4 separate regions of the Sus scrofa genome follow, and regions 1, 3 and 4 are each linked to region 2. Evidence: chromatin contacts called from public HiChIP or PLAC-seq data. All regions are on one chromosome and are shown on one strand. Each heading gives the region's core, a stretch centred on a gene start, on an enhancer-like site or on the middle of the called end of the contact. The rest is flanking DNA. Distances are from core to core; before and after follow the strand shown.

The links. HiChIP or PLAC-seq counts read pairs in DNA pulled down with a chosen protein or histone mark.
Region 1: a contact with region 2 is called in an H3K27ac HiChIP or PLAC-seq map of skeletal muscle. The contact joins two enhancer-like sites. A contact is called at or near these places in 2 of 2 datasets of contacts at active chromatin or transcription factors (alveolar macrophages and skeletal muscle).
Region 3: an H3K27ac HiChIP or PLAC-seq map of skeletal muscle shows a contact between it and region 2. The contact joins two enhancer-like sites. A contact is called at or near these places in 1 of 47 Hi-C or Micro-C datasets (fetal heart ventricle) and 2 of 2 datasets of contacts at active chromatin or transcription factors (alveolar macrophages and skeletal muscle).
Region 4: a contact with region 2 is called in an H3K27ac HiChIP or PLAC-seq map of skeletal muscle. The contact joins the promoter of PPP2R5A here to the enhancer-like site in region 2. A contact is called at or near these places in 5 of 5 promoter capture datasets (fetal liver, fetal skeletal muscle, liver and 1 more), 32 of 47 Hi-C or Micro-C datasets (adipocytes, alveolar macrophages, blood and 17 more) and 2 of 2 datasets of contacts at active chromatin or transcription factors (alveolar macrophages and skeletal muscle).

Annotation. Positions count from the first base shown.
Region 1 is chr9:131,096,436-131,099,311 of Sscrofa11.1, forward strand. The region is part of intron 1 of LOC106505045 (a long non-coding RNA gene); the gene reads left to right. Among named protein-coding and RNA genes, the nearest start is that of PPP2R5A, 22 kb to the left of the region's middle. Within about 2 kb of position 1,381, at least 8 of the 83 cell types and tissues checked have an H3K27ac peak or open chromatin away from gene starts, as enhancers often do. A contact at or near this core is called in skeletal muscle, where this site is marked.
Region 2 is chr9:131,244,505-131,247,283 of Sscrofa11.1, forward strand. The region is part of intron 11 of DTL (denticleless protein homolog); the gene reads right to left. Among named protein-coding and RNA genes, the nearest start is that of DTL, 30 kb to the right of the region's middle. Within about 2 kb of position 1,392, at least 7 of the 83 cell types and tissues checked have an H3K27ac peak or open chromatin away from gene starts, as enhancers often do. A contact at or near this core is called in retroperitoneal adipose tissue and skeletal muscle, where this site is marked.
Region 3 is chr9:131,114,907-131,117,685 of Sscrofa11.1, forward strand. All of the region lies in intron 1 of LOC106505045 (a long non-coding RNA gene), which reads left to right. Among named protein-coding and RNA genes, the nearest start is that of PPP2R5A, 40 kb to the left of the region's middle. Within about 2 kb of position 1,340, at least 15 of the 83 cell types and tissues checked have an H3K27ac peak or open chromatin away from gene starts, as enhancers often do. A contact at or near this core is called in skeletal muscle, where this site is marked.
Region 4 is chr9:131,074,470-131,077,187 of Sscrofa11.1, forward strand. PPP2R5A (protein phosphatase 2 regulatory subunit B'alpha) reads right to left here and starts at 1,334. Exons shown (of 13, transcript NM_001100192.1): 1 at 933-1,334. The coding sequence starts at 1,116. LOC106505045 (a long non-coding RNA gene) reads left to right here and starts at 611. Exons shown (of 2, transcript XR_002336046.1): 1 at 611-688.

The sequences.
Region 1 (2,876 bases), core at 131-2,630, 150 kb before region 2:
ACTGAGCAAGTCCAGGGATCAAACCTGTATCCTCATGGGTACTAGTCAGGTGTGTCACTGCTGAGCCACAATGGGAACCCCACAAGTTTACTTCTTGAATTAAGTGAGATAAGGTGTACAGAATATCTTGACAGGAGGTGGGTGCCCACCACAAGCTTGCTGAATCTTCCGTATCTTAGCTGGTACTTGGAAGTTTCTGTAATCTGGCTCAGCTCACCACTCTGAAATTCAATAGTGTGTTTTGAAGAAGTTGCAGACCATAAGGTACTCTTTAGTTGCTTAACATTTTTATTTTTCTCTACCATGCAATTTCTCCTGTGAGTATTTGTTCCCTAACCTCGTTTACTTCCAGCCTCTCTAGTTCCATCTAGACCAAAGGCCTACTTTTCTATTAAGCCTTCAGTGTGAACTCCAGCCCCAGTATGATCTCTCTCTTCCCTCTAAACTCCGGAAACATCCCCGCAGACTGTAGCATTTAATCATACATTACTTTGTAGTGTTTCAAGTAATCATGTAGGGGGAACAGTGTGTGAATTCCCCAACGGCACATGATAATGGTTTAAAAAATATTTGGTCAACAAGTGGGAAGATTTGAAAAAAATTAGAGGGAAGAAAGTTTGGACTTGGGAGGCTCAAATTTTCTGTACAAAGAACAAAGAGCTGGGGCATCTGGTAGTTCGATGCTTTGTTTTCCAAGGTACCCCACACTGTTCTCCATAGTGGTTGTATCAATTTTCATTCCCACCAACTGTGTGGGAGGGTTCCCTTTTCCCCACACCCTCGCCAGCATTTGCTATTTGTTGGCTTGTTAATGATGGCCATTCTGACCATCACTGGTGTGAGGTGATACCTCATCGTAGTTTTGATTTGCATTTCTCTAATAATTAGTGATGTTGAGCATTTTTTTCATGTGCCTGCTGGCCATCTGTATGTCTTCTTTGGTGAGATGTCTATTTAGGTCTTCTGCCCATTTTTCAGTTGGGTTGTTTGTACTTTTGTTGTTGAGTTGTATGAGCTGTTTGTATATTTTGGAGATTAAACCTTTGTCAGTTGAGTCATTTGCAAAAATTTTCTCCCATTCTGTGGCTTTGCTGTACCACAAAAATTGACAGAACATTGTAAATCAATCATAAAAAGTTAAAATAATAAAATAAAAATAAATAAATAAATGTTTAAAAACACTGAAAAAAAAAAAAAAAAAGGAATAGCCTCACTGGGGAGAGTAAGTTTTAAGCAAAAGTTTGAGCTAAGTGTGAAAGAGCAGAACAGAGCTGATGTGGGAAGTAAGAAGGACAGAGGTGGTAGCTCAGGACAGAGCAGAGTCAGGGAGCAAAGTGGAAATTCACCCTGTAGGACATTCCTAGAACTCAAGGCAAAGCTCCTTCTTTCCCAAGTCCCTCCACCAGCTATTTTTAGCTACATCTAATTTTAGAAAGCGACACATGGTCTCCTTCCAATCATTTCTTTTGCCGATCTCAGAGAGGTTCTTCCCAGAAATTTCTTCCTCTTGCTCTGGGAGCCTTCCCACACCCAGGTAACTTTAAGATGTTTAGAAAGCCTTCCCTCTGCCTTAGTCTTTGCTGACCATCTGAAAGTGAGTGAGGTCAGGTGTCTCCTGCACTCACAGATCCCTCTGGGCACTCCGTCAAGAGAAGACAGCTTGCTACTTGGGTCACTGCAGAATTCAGACACAGTGCCTGCTCCATGATAGGTCTTCCATTAGCATTGAACGAGCCAATGTCATTCTAAAGACATTAGTGGTTGGCATGATTGGTTCTTGTCTGGGCTTCAGTGGAGGAAAAACACAACTCACGTAGAGAGAGGAGCTCTTGTTCAACCATGCTCATGGGCTTAACTCTCAATACAAGGTTCAAGTTGCATTTTGTGGCACCAAGTGATGGTGAACTGGCACAGAGAAAGCGAGGCAGTGCGGTGGCAGTCATGAGAGGCATGGTTCAGGCCTTACCACTAACTTCAGTGTGACTTGAGTACCAATTCACACAGGTTTGCAAAATACAGAGGAGCCTTCCCTCCTCAAAATTCTTTTATTCTAAAGTTAGACCGATGTGAAGACACATCAGTGGCAATCATACCTGGAAGGGGTTGACCCTCCCCAGGGAAAAGGGTCATTAATCATTGGACTTGGGGAAGTAGGACATCCCACATCTGGTTACCTTGGCCTCAGGCTCAAGGACATAGGGTAACAGAGGGCAGCCTGCATGGAGAGGGACCCAGCTGCTTTGGTCATCAGCTCATGCTCTCTTTTTATCCACCCAGGTGCAGCCAGTCTCTTTCACTTTCTTTCTAACCTTATTCCCAGCCCAACCCAAAATCTGATTACATAATCACTCACTTAGTAAGTGTTCTCTGATGCTGATTTTTAATGAAGTTGGCTAGTGCTGCTTCCTGTTTTGAAAGAAACAAGCCATTTAGAAAGCTAGTCCATGTCCCCAATACTCATTGCATCTAAGAAATCAAATGGGTATTTTAACCATTTTAGAGGAAAAATAATTAGATGGAAATAGGTTAAAGTTCTTACAACAGAGAGGGTAGCTTTTGAAAAGGGAAACTTTGGTAGCAGTTTAAGATTGTGATACCAACACTAGCACTAGGCTCTATCTATCTATCTATCTATCTATCTATCTATCTATCTATCTATCCATCCATCCAACCATCTATCTATCCATCCATCTATCTGTCTGTCTGTCCATCTACCTTATCTATTCTCAGATTGTCATGAACTAATATCAAAATATCATGAACACGCTGTCTCCTAGAGCCTGCCTTTTTCCTGGGAATTTGGAGTAGGAGGTAAGAGATATCTGTAAGACTTTGGAAGGCATCTTCCTAGCAGACCCCTTCTTAGTCTCCTGCAT
Region 2 (2,779 bases), core at 142-2,641:
TTAACGATCCGGCGTTGCCGTGAGCTGTGGTGTAGGTTGCAGACGCGGCTCGGATCCCGCGTTGCTGTGGCTCTGGCGTAGGCTGGGGGCTACAGCTCCGATTCAACCCTGGCCTGGGAACCTCCATATGCTGCGGGAGCGGCCCAAGAAATAGCAACAACAACAACAACAAAAAGACAAAAGACAAAAAGACAAAAAAAAAAAAAAAAAAAAAAGAAAATGTATGTTCAAACAAAAACTCGTACATGAATGTTCACAGCAGCTTTATTCATAGAGCCAAAAAGTGGGATAATTTAAATATCCATCAACTGATGAATAAATAAAACCAGGCCTACACATACAATGGAATAGTCAGCTGTAAAAAGTAATCAAGGACTGATCCATGCAACAACATGGATAAACCTTGAAAACGCTAAGTGAAAGCAAAGCCAGACATAAAAGATCGTGTATGGTATGACTCCACTTATAGGAAATGTGCAGAATAGGCAAATCCGTAGAGAAAGAACCTAAGTTCGTGGTTGCCAGAAGCTGGAGGAAGAGGGGAATGGAGAGTGAGTCTTGAAGGGTATGGGCTTGCTTTCTGGAGTGATGGAAATGTTTGGAAATGAGGTAGTGGGGATAGCTGCACAATACTGTGATAATACTAAAAAAAAAAAAATCACTGAATTGTACACTTTAAAATGACTACAATTGTCAATTTTACATTGTACAAATTCTACCTCAATTAAAAAAAAACAGTGGAGGGAAGGGCATGTTGTGGGATGAAATGAGAACAAATGTCCAACAAGTTTTATAACGTTAGTAACAAGTAGTTTCACAGTTGAGGATTACCCTAGTATGTAAAATATACTTAGTGACTACTTTAAAGAAGATTAGTTTCTTCTAATGAAACTCGGGTGACTTTTAAATCCTTTGTTTTTATTCAAGTAAGTTTTATTTTCACTTCATTATTACAAAAACATTATCATAACTATATAACATCTTTTTAAAGCCTCCCTCTACTTTTAAATAGGAAGAAGCGACTATGAAGTCCAAGAGACATTCACATCTGCACAATCTGGGAATGGTCAAAACACAGAAAATCATCCTCTCTTACAAATTCTAGTTGTTACAGAATAAGATGAACTCAAGGCAGTAAGAATTCTAAAGTTAAAACTTGTGGAACTATGAAGGTACCCTTAGAAGTAACGGACTCTAACCTACAGACCTCAAAAAACATTTTGTATACTTGAACGAGCACCTTTCCTCAACAAACCTCCTTACTCCGCCCGGTCAGAAACGGAGCCTAATCTTCATTTCTGCCATGAGATCATTTACACTTCCTAAAGCGTCAGGCTCAGCATTTCGCCAGTCAGCGGTAGAATGACAGCGCCAAATCAGTTTATTTATAACCACTTCAATACTCTCCAGTGGCTGCATCAGAAATGAACCAGGGACAGACAGAGTAGGGGTGAGGGGAGGGCAAGGGGTAGGAAATTGAAAAAGAAAAAAATATAAATCTTTTTATCTTTAAGTCTTGGGCTTCAGTGTCAGAAAGTCTGCTGTATTACATCTCCTATTTGCTGGGTGGTGGTAAGCATTAAAGGCCATTCTCTTCCGTCTTGAGATCTAAAACTCCCTCCTTCCACTGTTTTCTCGTGTCCACGGGCTTTTTTGGCAAAGGAAAACCCTAAAACCTGGGAGAATTCCTGATTCCTAAAACCTAACAGCCTGAATACTCAGCTTGTATGGATTTGTTTTTAAACTACACCCCTCCTCCACTTTCTTATCATGGAAAAGAGAAACTGAGCCACCCTGCTAGGCAAATTCAATTTTAGGAGCACTAAGTTTGCCAGGATCTCAAATATCAGAGCCTTCACACTGAGTTATGTGTGGACAGGCAGGAGAACATCATGTCTGAACCACATCATTCAGCACTAACATGTGACCCAGCCCAGAATTCAGAAAGGGTCACCCATGCGTGTGATAGCCACTGACTGGATGTCTGAAAACGGGTTACGAATGAACAGCCAGGTATCTGTAAAGACAGGAAGCATTCCATAACCCCGATTTCCTCAAACAGAAAAAAACAGAAACAAAAAAAGCCAACCAACCAAACAACCAAAAAGGCCTTTATAGTGGAGAGGAGAGCCAGGGAAGAACTTCAGGAACTGGCAGCAAAACTACACACACACACACACACACACACACACACACACACACAATATCTATAATTATATATATAATTTAATGTACACATATATTTAAGAAACTGATTTTAAATGATTTTTAAAAATGGTTAATGCCAAAATTTTTTTTTCATAATCCTTTATTATGCTTTTTTGGTATGTCTGAATTTTTTTTTTTTAAAGAAGAACCTTAAAAAGATACAGACCTTGGTAGGAATAAAATCCTCTAGCTAAGCCAGAAACCAAAGTAGAGAAAGGAATGTAAGACAGTGAGGGAAGGAGAAAGGGAAAATCAAAAGATAACAGATATGAAGCATAAGACAAGACCAAAAGACAGATACATCAGTGCTAGTCACATGAGGTTTAAAGCTCAAGTCAGAAGAATTTTATAGACAAGAAGCTAGGTTAAAAACTCCTGTAAGATGAGGGTCTCAAGAGTATATTTTATAAGCAACTTTTCATTTAAAGATAGAACAAATAGGGGAGTTCCTGTTGTAGTACCTCAACAGTTAACGAACCCGACTAGCATCCGTGAGGATGCAGGTTCGATCCCTGGCCCCACCCAGTGGGTTAAGGATCAGGCGCTGCCTTGAGCTGTGGTGTAGGTTGCA
Region 3 (2,779 bases), core at 90-2,589, 130 kb before region 2:
TCTGTTATTTCAGGAGGAGTAAATATTGCCGGCGGTCTGTTTAAAAAGGCCAATGACCTGAAATGCTGGTTTGTTTTTTCTCTTTTCTTTTCCATTTGAATTATCTCCAAGGGACAGGCCTGCCCAGGCATCACACAGTTTTAAGTGGTTGGCGCGTAGCTCTAACTTTCCCTTTTTGTTTCGTGAGATGCTGGGCTGGCAAACAAAAGGGAGAAAAGATATGAGATAAGGATATGAAGAGCTGACCTAGGCCCAAGGAAAGAGGGGGAGAGGGCCAGCGTGCAACCCGGAAGAGGGCCCAGGGCCCTCGGCTCCCTGCTGCCTTCGCTGCTTCCGGAGCTGGTGTTTGACCTATAATTATAGCCGCTTTCCTCTGATTTCCTCTGTGAAAATAGCAACATTCAGACTCAGCGCAGAGTGGAAAAAAGACTGCATAAAGGATCAGGGATTTATAAATACAGATAAAATTACAGGATTGTTAGTTTCGTTCTCTGAAGAGCGGGTTTGGAAGTGGGGGTGGGGGGAGCTGACGGCTCTCAAAACCCGTCTCGAGTCCTAACACACCCAGGTGTGCCTCTTTGGGGGCCCAGGCAAAGAAGATGCCCTACAGGGCTTTTCCCACTGGATGGGCAGTCACTGTGGAAAAAGGATATCCTTCCCGGGCACATCCCGCTCCCCAGGTTTGTATTTGGACATCTCAGGGGTTTTCCCTCCGCATCTCGTTTTCTTCTCAGACTCATTATCTCTAAGGAGGGGGTAGAGGATATCCTTGTCTCATAAAATACCTCCCAGTCTTCTGGGACCTGCTTTCCTCCCAGACAAACAATGTGATCATATTGGAATTGTCACGTTCTTAGAACCACCCTGGTCGTCATTGTTCACGCACACCAGCCCTCCCATGGGAGAGATCATCAGGAAAAGTCATCTCTGGTGAAGGAGACTGTCAGATGGACGTATGGCCATGGAGAGGGGAGGGAAGCCACCTTGAGTGAGAATCCGAGACAAGAGGCCGAGAAAAAGGCTTGTCCCGAAGTCTCTGGGTTCTGTGGTTCCTGAGCCTGGCTTCTTGCATCTCTGAGCTTTGCTTCATCTGGATACTCGACCTTTCCTTGAATTCCATGCATTTTGCCTAAACTCTTTCAAGTGGGGTTTCTGGTGTGCGCAACCAAAAGCCTGGACTAAGATGACGGCACTAACGCCAAGAACTCTCCAGGGAAGCTGACGAAGCCATGTTATCTGTAAAGCTTCTCAAAACTAGTTTCACAGAGGGTTAAGTGCAATATTTATAGTCTGCTGACTGCATGGCTGTCACTACTCTCCTTTCCAGAAAGATAGATGGTAGGAGGAAGAGTGAAAATATTCCGAGCAGCATTTATGACCCAGCTGCTGAAGAAGAGGAAGGACCACGGCTCCGCCTTCCTGTGGAATCACATTATAAGCTTTCCAGATAGGAGATTTCCAGAAAGATTGCAAGATGTCTTAACTCCCCCTATCAGATCTACAGTAAGTTAAGCTCACATTTCTATGTTTGCTTCTCAGTAGAGCCGGAGAAGACTGACTGACCCTCCTGAGCCTAACAGCCTGTCCTATGCTTAGAGCTGTCGCTCCCATGCTAAATGAGTCCAAACTTCTTTGGGTATCAGTGGGGCAAATGGAATGGCCTGGCATGACGGTGTAAAAAATGCCCTGAACAGGAAGTCCGGAGACCTGGATTCCAGCTGAGGTTTTACCACCAAGCCCTTAGAAGATGTGCTAAGCCTCTGGGTCATTTCCTCATCTGCCAGACAAGGAATTGGGTGAGACCATTTCTAAAACCCCTTCCAGCTCTTCTGCGCCATGAAATACAATGACTCAAAGGTAAATTCCCAGCCTACGATCATTCTCCACCATGAATACTATTTGCTTTCCACCAAAAGCAGGAGGGACAAAGAGGAGAGAGAAAAACAATAAGGACAACTATGCTGATTACAAACAGTCATTGTGGAAATGGAAAGAAATAATATATAAAAGCCTTTAGAAGAGTGCCTAGCATGCAGCAGATACTGCTATTGTTATTACGCCTCTGCTAGTGGGATTTGCTCTACCTAGAATCTCAGGAATTTAAAGAGTCTTACAGGTCACTGATATGTACAAGGACAAGCAGATGACTTCAGATATCCTGCTATTATTAGTTTACTTTTTAAATACTTCGGTTCCTTCCAGCAAATTCCTGACCTCCTTGAGGGCCTGGTTAGGCCTTGGGTTCCATGTGCCTTCTAGGGTGCCTTGTGCCAGCTAAGGGCCTCATAGATGGTTGACTCTGCTGATTGATGAGAGGGGATTTTCCGTGCAGCCCCAGCACAGCCAGTGTGGACCAGTGGAGTGGTCAGTGGCGCCAGTGGCCCAGCTTCCCCTCCCTCGCCAAGGCCTCTCCGGAGTGATCCTCCCTGGAAGGCCCCAGTGCCAGAAGCCCTTGCCCACAAGCGGAAGCCTAGTGCTGCGTGCAGAGCTGAATTCTTGGGACTGGAAGTCATCGCATCCTGCCTCGTGTGTGGGCTTAGGAAAACATCCCTACCAAGTCTCATCTAGCGCTTCCTTTGGCGTGTGCCAAGAGCCAACAAATATAGGGGTCCAATCTGTTTTGGGGATACCTCCTACCAGGAAGGCAGCACCCCTGCCTGCTTCCTGAGACGTAGTCTGGTTTCCCTTTCTGGGGTGTCCCTGAGGCTAGAGCTCTGAACAAACAATGGAACAAAGGCAATGAAAGTGGTTGATCCTTCTCAGCCCTTTGGTCTCTTCC
Region 4 (2,718 bases), core at 84-2,583, 170 kb before region 2:
GGTAAAATCATAAAAGTAAAAAGCAGTAATCCACAAAGAATAAGAATTAGAACACCAGAAACCAATTTCTTTTTTTTTTTTTTAATCCTCTAAACCTAGTGGGAAAAGTAAGTGAGCCAAAAGGAGTGCCAAGCTCTCCTGCAAGGCATTAGGCACGGATACCAATTTGAATGACTGTACAAACGTACCAAGTCCCTGGAATCAGCTTGGCGAACTAAGTTCCCACTCCATTGCAAGGCAACACTATCTACTCTTCAGAACTCCTCCAAATTTACCGTGTCTATCTTCTCAGACAGTATTTTAAGGCTTCCCATTATTTGGGCTAAAGGGTGACATTTAAATCTAATGACCCCGTAAATAAGACACCACCCTGGTTAGATTTTTAGGCTTTTTCTGCAGAAATAAATCTAAAGGCCAGATAACTCTTCACTGGTGTTTGCATTAGGATTCCGGGTCTGTAACTCTTGGGAAGGATCCACAGGAAGGGAAGTTAGGGAGAGGGTGAGTACGGTCGCTTTAAAACTGGAAAAGTAAAGGGCTAGTTTAGAGTGGCTGAAAGAGAAGGCAGGTCTCGGGAAAGTGAAGGTCGGAAGATAAGACAGGTAGTTCAAGCAAGATGGGGAAGGAGGACACACGAACTCGACCCCGAGGGACGCCCGAGGGAGGAGAGTTCCAATCGCCAGGGCAGGTGAGCGAGCGCGCAGGTGAGGAGGGATGTCGACCTCCTCCAAGAAGCTGAGGCTTAGGTGAAGCCAGGAGGGATGAGAAAAGCAGCTCGCAAACCTGTTTGAATCAAAAGGCGGGGGGACGCCAAGGCTGCGTGGGGGGCGCGACTCGCACACCGCGAGCCCCAGCGGGGCAGACGGAGCCCGCAGGAGGCAGTGGCTCTGCGGCCCCCGCGCTCCCTCCCGGGCGGCGCCCTCGAAGGTTACCTTTGAGCTGGGGCAAGGGGTGCAGCTCCGGCTGGCTGCCCTGGCTGCGGAACTGCGACGAGCCCTGAGAGCGCTTCTGCCTCTGCGCCTTGCGCACCGATTTCCGGGTGAAGCCGTCCACTTTCTCCGAGGCCGAGATGGCGGCGCTGGCAGCCGCCGCCGGCGGCGGCGACGACGACGACATCTCCGCGGCCCTGGCGCTTGGCAGCTCCGGCTGCTGCTTGCACGGAACGGGCAGCGGCAGGAGGAGGAGGCGGGGGAGAGGCGCCGAGCGCTCGCGCCCCTCCGCCCCGTTCCTCCGGCCGCACCGCCCTCCCGCTCCCGGGCGCCGCCGAGCTTCTCCTCGCCGCCCGCCGACGCCTCACGGCCACATCTCAGGGCCGGCGAGTCCTGGTCCCCGCCGCGCGGCGAGCTCCCGGGGCTGACGGAGGGCGGGGGCGGGGGTGGAGGGGGGTGAAGAAGTTGTTGACTCCGGGAGCGGAGGGCGGGTGGACTGGAGCCCGAAGTTTAGACAACTGAGGCGAGGACGCGGGGTGCGGACGCCGAACGCGCCTCTCGTCCCTGCAGCCCGGGTCCCCAGCCGGCCGGTCCGCCAGCACCTCAGCGGCCGCTGCCAGCGCAGCCCGCCCTGCCTGGAGCCTCCTCCCGAGGCGCTGCCATCGCGGGTCCCCTCCGAGCCGCCGCCGCCACCGCCGCGGTGCCCGCTCTTCCCTGTCAGCGCCGAGCCCTCATCTCCCAGGGCGGCGACCCGCTGCCCCGGCCCCGGGGGCACACACACACTCTCTCCTCCAAGTCCCGGGCGGTCCGAGCCCCCTCCCCCACGCGCCCTTCCGCCGCCCACAGAGAACCCCCAGCGAGCGACCGCTACAACTTGAGAAGGTGCTGGGGAGAAGCAAGGGGGGAGTGTGTGTGCGTGTGCGCGCGCGCCAGGGCGCGCGGCCCGGGGGTGGGGCCTCGCGGGGTTGGGACGGAGGAAATTGACTGACAACTTCCGCGGGGTCCCGCCAGCCTCTCGGTTGCTCGGGAAGGAGTAGGGGGTGGGAAAGCATACCATGTCTTTCAGCCAATCGCGGGGCTAAGCGGCCGCAATAGGGTGAGGCGTGGCCTCCTGCAGGTCTATCAAGCTGGGAGGTAAGGCAGGGGAATGGGGCGTGGTTGTGTGACGGACTTCGGCCACAGCCAATAGTAAGTGAAGGCGGTGAGCGGGGGAGGGGGGCCCACTTACGTCACAACTGTGTAACTAATTCTCTAAGGATTGAGGGGAGGTGCCCCTCCACTGGTGAGCACCTTTGCACGCCTGCGCGACAGGGCCGGGCTCTAATTGCTCTCCTGGCAGCCTATGAGAAGACTGGAAAACTAGAGGTGGGAGTTTAGAGAGAAAATAGTACGCCCCTTCCCGTCCCTCCGCTCTCTATTGACCAATGAGGAACTGAAGCGACTGGTGGGGCGCCTGAGGGCTGGGCCGCGAAAGAGCTCCAGGTGTTACGTCACCGAAAGAGGGCGGAGCAAAGGCCTGGTAGTGGAACTAGCAGAGTGATTGATGGTTGAAGCGGCCCCGCGGAAGGCAAGGAAATGGCTCGCCCAATTGAAGAGAGTTGCTGAACTCTTGGGCGGGCCTTGGAGCCTCACCCGCCCTGAGCCGTGCACTTGGTAGTTACAGGATAAACATGTAGCTCTAGGGTGGTTTGGGCACTGCGGTTCCTGAGAGCTGTTCTAGCGCGAGTTTGGGGCAGTCTAGCGTCTACCACTTCAAAGCGTTTCCCAAGACCACACCCTCCAAGAAGAG